Regions from separate parts of the Sus scrofa genome. Here region 2 is linked to region 1. The links are chromatin contacts, called in public HiChIP or PLAC-seq maps. All regions are on one chromosome and are shown on one strand. Each heading gives the region's core, a stretch centred on a gene start, on an enhancer-like site or on the middle of the called end of the contact. The rest is flanking DNA. Distances are from core to core; before and after follow the strand shown. Region 1 holds the start of RHOT1 (mitochondrial Rho GTPase 1). Region 2 holds the start of UTP6 (U3 small nucleolar RNA-associated protein 6 homolog).

Evidence for each region. HiChIP or PLAC-seq counts read pairs in DNA pulled down with a chosen protein or histone mark.
Region 2: a contact with region 1 is called in an H3K27ac HiChIP or PLAC-seq map of alveolar macrophages. The contact joins the promoter of UTP6 here to the promoter of RHOT1 in region 1. A contact is called at or near these places in 1 of 5 promoter capture datasets (liver) and 1 of 2 datasets of contacts at active chromatin or transcription factors (alveolar macrophages).

The regions. Positions count from the first base shown.
Region 1 is chr12:42,782,180-42,784,879 of Sscrofa11.1, reverse strand. It overlaps RHOT1 (mitochondrial Rho GTPase 1), which reads left to right and starts at 1,409. Exons shown (of 20, transcript XM_013989961.2): 1 at 1,409-1,718. The coding sequence starts at 1,643.
Region 2 is chr12:43,060,129-43,062,828 of Sscrofa11.1, reverse strand. UTP6 (U3 small nucleolar RNA-associated protein 6 homolog) reads right to left here and starts at 1,250. Exons shown (of 19, transcript XM_003131746.4): 1 at 1,022-1,250. The coding sequence starts at 1,113.

The sequences.
Region 1 (2,700 bases), core at 160-2,659:
GCACCACAATGGGAACTCCTCAAACACTCTGTAATATTAACATTCTGAGGAATACTTTCCCTGAAAAGATCAGGCCATCAAGCCCTCAGTGAGCAGAGAAGTACGTCTTTCCTGTCTTCCTCCTTTCACCACAGTGAGAGCGTTTTCTGGAAGGGCTTCCACCCCTGTGCTCCTTTGGGATATCATTATAACAAAGATGGTGAAATACTGTTGTAAACATAACAAGGAATTTGCCTCAAAATTTGTGGTTTTCAGCTTTTCAGTGACCTTTAAGATAGTAAGCACAGCTATCAGTAAACCAAGTACTGAGTCTGGCACTATTCCAAATGCTTGGTGTTTATTTATTATCTTAATTATTTTTCACAACAACTTGAGTAGGTAGGTAATATGATCATTATTGCCCTGTTAGAGAAGAAGGGGCAGGCTTGAGAAGTCAAATAACCTGCTCTGGATCACATAACTATTAGGTGATGGGCTCTGGAGTCAAGCCTAAGCAGTTTATCAGCAGCTCTTAACTGCTGCACCAGACGACTGGGGTTCTCCTAGCAGAAAAGGGGATTGGTACTGTGTGCATTTTATTTCCTTAAAAAAATCATTTTTCAATATTTAAGATAAAAGGCACATTATGCACAGTGAATTTCCTCATTTATTCTATATATTTCCATATGTATCTATCCATCCATCTATCCATCTATCTCCCACTGTATGCCAAGCACTGCTCAAGCATTAGAGATATGGCAACAAATTCCTCCAGACTGAGAGAGTCAGGAGGAAATTAAGGCAACATCAGAAAAATCAGTAAGGGTTTATTATCCTGTGCCACCAATGTGCCCAGTCCTGCGCTGGGCAAACCTATAACGTATGGAGAAGTATCAGAAGACCCTGTGTAAAAGTAGACCACGAAGAGGGAGGAAATCACTTAGTTTGGTTGCAAAGAAATGAATGTTTACGTAGTGCAGAAACTAATCTCATTATTTAGAATCGTATTTTATAAACATCACAGATAAAAGGCTGCTAGAGTGGTGGGCTCTGGGTAGTGGAAAGGACTCTGTCTAGGGATGTAGTCATCTTTTACGCAAACAAGCGCTTTCTGAGGGCTTTGTCCGATAAGGTGGGGAATGCTGCTGAAAACCAGGTAGACAGGTCGCCACCCGCCTGGAGTTTATATAGTTTGGCGAGAATATGCCCGCCGTGAGTCACACTGCCAAGTTCTAGTTGTGTGACCTTAGTTAGACAAGGAAATTCTCCTGCTCATATTTTGTAAAAGAAATAGGGTCAGTGGGTAACACTCTGCTACTCAAACTCCCCGTCCAAAGCCGATGTTCCCGGAGGAGGATGGGCGAGACTCCCTGGCGATGCCCTGCGGAGAGCCTGACCGCGGGGGCGCGGCTCCCGCTCCGAGAGCGTTCGCGTTCCGAAAGCGCTTGTCCCTCGCGGCTCCCCGTCGGCCCCGCCGCCGCCGCCGCCGCCGCCCGCGGAGCCGGAGGAGGCGGAGCTGGCGCTGTCCCGGCTCGCGAGCGGGGAAGCAGCCGAGGAGGCGGCGCGGCAGGCCGGGGCGGTCGAGGCTCGGGCGGGGCGGCGCCGGCAGCGCGGGGAGAGCGGCGCCGCGGGCTGGGCGCTCCCGGCGAGAGCAGTCCGCTCCATGCGTGCGGGCCGAGCTCGGCCCCTGCGAGCCGCCGACATGAAGAAAGACGTGCGGATCCTGCTGGTGGGAGAACGTGAGTCCGCGCGCTGGGGCTGGTCGCGGCCACCGCAGCCCCTGCCCCTGCCGTCCTCCCTCCGCGCCCCCAGGCCTCCCGGGCCTCCCAGCCCCTCCGGTCTTCCCTGTAGGCTGCCCGCCGGAGGCCGCCGACCTCTCACCTCATCTGGGTCCTCCTCACTCCTCCCCCCGCTATGCCCCCGTCGTCCTCCCCAGCCGTGTCTTCCCGAGCCCCTAGCCGCCCGGCCTCATCCTCCCCGAAGGTCCTGTCCTCCTTTTCCACTAGGAATCCTTTTCTCCCGGGCCTCTGCGTTTCCGAGGCCGCCTCCTTTCAGACCCGTTCGTCTTCCGTGGAGATTCCCATGTCCCTGCCAGGCAGGTGCTGGGAACAGGCAGACTGAGCACTTGGGATGGCGTGAACCGGCTCCCGGGGAAGCTCGGGGGAGGGGTGCCGAACTGTTCGACTTGTGGGCAAGGTCAGGTGTCTCCGCGTGTTTTTGCGCTCGCGGTCTGCCCTCCCTCTAGGCATTGACTGTAAAGTATGGAGCGTTTTTTCTTTAAAAAAAAATTATTTTAGCGATATTTGCCCTTTGCATTGGAATAACTCCTGATACGCTCGGTATTTCCTCAAAAATTTACTCTAAACTTCAAGTTACACAGGTGCCCAATGAATGAATACTTATTTGGAGAGGGTCCTTCACTCGAGAGAATTATTGTTACCCTACAGCCTAATTTTCCCCATCTTTTAAAACATTATTCCATAACTGCTTGGTAATTAATTTAAAAATAATAACAGGCACACTCGTAGACCCAAACTGACGCCCAAACATGTGAGACCCTACCTCCTCCCTTCCACCCAGGCACTTAGATTTCACTTTTTGAAGATAATAAAGGGGACACGTCTTCCGTTCGCTGACTTGGGGACAGAACAGCAGGGACTTCTTGATGTCTTTGTGCGAGTTTCATGACTCAATTGGAAGGACTAAAATAAGAAGAGGTGG
Region 2 (2,700 bases), core at 1-2,500, 280 kb before region 1:
ATGAGAATCTCTATTGATTGCCAGGACCACTGACATGCCCACCAGCAAAGTAAATGATATTAGTGGTACTTTATGTGGTATTAGTGAAGATTTCTTTTCCTCCAAATTCAGGCCACTTGAATTTCAATAACAATCAAATTTCTTTCCTAAACTCTGCTGACTTCTGAATTTTCAACATTTAAGGAAAAAAAAAACAAAACCTAGGTTGTCTCTACCTATATCATTACAGCAAAGGGCTACTGAGAGGAGATTCACTGTATCTAATTAAGGAATGAACAATATGTGTATATCAGGAGGATTTAATGCAAGATTTGCATGACCAATAATCATCTCAAATTAATGGTAACAATATTTACTGAGCAATTAATGAAGAGTCCACAATATGTTGTGTTTCTTTAACAAATGTTTAAGGTTCCCATAGTCACAGTACTACATTCGCAGTCATTGTAAAACAAAGAAATAGTCGCAGGAAACCATTAAAAACTATTAATTTTAACAAATTAATGAATGACAACTATATACCACTTTGTTGGCTAAGCCCCAGGGTAGAAAACGAAGCTGAATTACATGGACCCCATCTTCAAGTCTTTAGATTTATCTACTCCTCCCGGGTTCCCTCGGCACTGTTCGCATCTCTTGGGCAGGACACTGTACTACAACCAGCACCTACACTTACAATACAGCACTATAACCAAAACGTTTCACATATCAGTGTCCCGCACCACACAGAGGGCCGTAAGCTCCTGCCGGGCAGAGATCCTGGTTTTCCACCACCTTCAAAGCTCCAAGACCTGGCTCCAAGAGGAGGTGTCAGTTTGTTGGGGGGAGGGGTGTAAATAGTCCGATCATCACGCAATGAATGAGAAATTAATTCTGGGTATCATCAAATACCGGAAATGTGTTTCTGCCATATTAGGAAAAATAAACACCACCCAAGTGCTCCCGCATCCCTGCCCGCCGCCACACACACGCCCCAGCCTCCCCGCTGCCCGCCCCACTTCTTCTCTTCCTCGGCTCTCACTTAATCTCCGCACGACTGAACAGTCCAATGCGCTCCAGCTGTTCCAATTCGGGGAGTCGATCCTCTATGCGTTCCTGAATTATCTCCGCCATGAAGTCGGAATTCTACAACCCACAGGGGACCCGCTCACAGCCAACACGCTCAGGAAACATCCACCTTCTATTCCGGAGACTCGGTTTTAACGCTCGCACGTGAGGTCGTAACGTGCGCCCTAGGTCCCGCCTTTTCCGCTTCCGCCGCCTCCACCAAAGGACTGGGTCCCTGGGTTCCTGGGGCCGTTCTCTCCTCCTGGTGGCTGACGATGAGGTTGCAGTGAGGCACCCCGCCCCGGCTTGAGGGACTGGGCGAGGATGGGGCTAGATATGCAAGAGGATAGACTTGGGCCGGGATCGCAAACAACACCTCGGGGTCTAGAGGCATGAAATACATTTTTTGCAAGATATTGGTCCTTTTATTCTGCTTTCCAACAAGAACCAAAATACAAACAAACCAGGGGGAAGATAAAGGATATTGTAAAATTCTGGTAAAAATCTCAGAGTCGTAATGAAAATTGTAAGGAGAGCTAAAATGAATCAGGCTATCCCAAACACTATGTCTTTGCTTTCGACTAGATTCAGTAAATCAGTGTGATAATACTGGTTTTTCACGTGCCAATTAAAATCTTTTTTTTTTTTTCTTTTTGTCTTTTTAGGGCCGCACCCAGGGCATGTGGAGGTTCCCAGGCTAGGGGTCCAATCGGAGCTGCAGCCGCCGGCCTATGCCAGAGGCACAACAACGCCAGATCCGTCAGATCCGAGCTGCGTCTGCGACCTACACCACAGCTCACGGCAACACCGGATCCTAAACTGAGCCAGGCCAGGGATCAAACCTGCAGCCTCATGGTTCCTAGTCGGATTCACTTCCGCTGTGCCACGGCGGGAACGCCTCTGATTACTTTTTAATGCGGAAACACTTTTATTATTTAAATAACTATACTGGTTTTGTAGCTGAGATCTTTCAGAACATGGACCTGAGTGGCCAATCAGATATATATATACACACATATGTATATGTACATATATATACCCATGTATGCTTTTTTTAGAAGAGAGATTCTTGGGAGTTCCTGTCATTGCGCAGTGGAAATGAATCCGACTAGGAACTAAGAGGTTGCGGGTTCCATCCCTGGCCTCACTCAGTTGGTCAAGGATCCAGCGTTGTCGTGAGCTGTGGTGTAGGTCGCAGACGTAGCACAGATCCGGCATTGCTGTGGCTCTGGTGTAGGCCAGAGGCAACAGCTCCAATCAGACCCCTAGCCTGGGAACCTCCATATGCTGCGGGTGTGGCCCTAAAAAGACAAAAGACCAAAAAACAAACAAACAAAAAAAAAAGTAGAAGAGAGATTCTTGGTATTGAAAAATTTGGAAGTTACCCAAGTAAAAATCAAATCAATAAGGAGTTCCTGCTGCAGCAGTGGATTAAGAATCCAACTGCAGCTGCTGGGTGCGGATGTATCCCCACCAGGTTAAAGGAGCCTGCATTGCCACAGCTGTGGCTGGAGTGCCAGCTGTGGCTCAGATTCAATCCCTGACCAAGGAACTTTGATAGGCCATGGGGTGTGGTCATTTAAAAAAAAAAGAGAATTAGATAAAGACCCTCTTTAAACCTTTGCTCAAACAACTAAGCATTTCTAAAAGAAC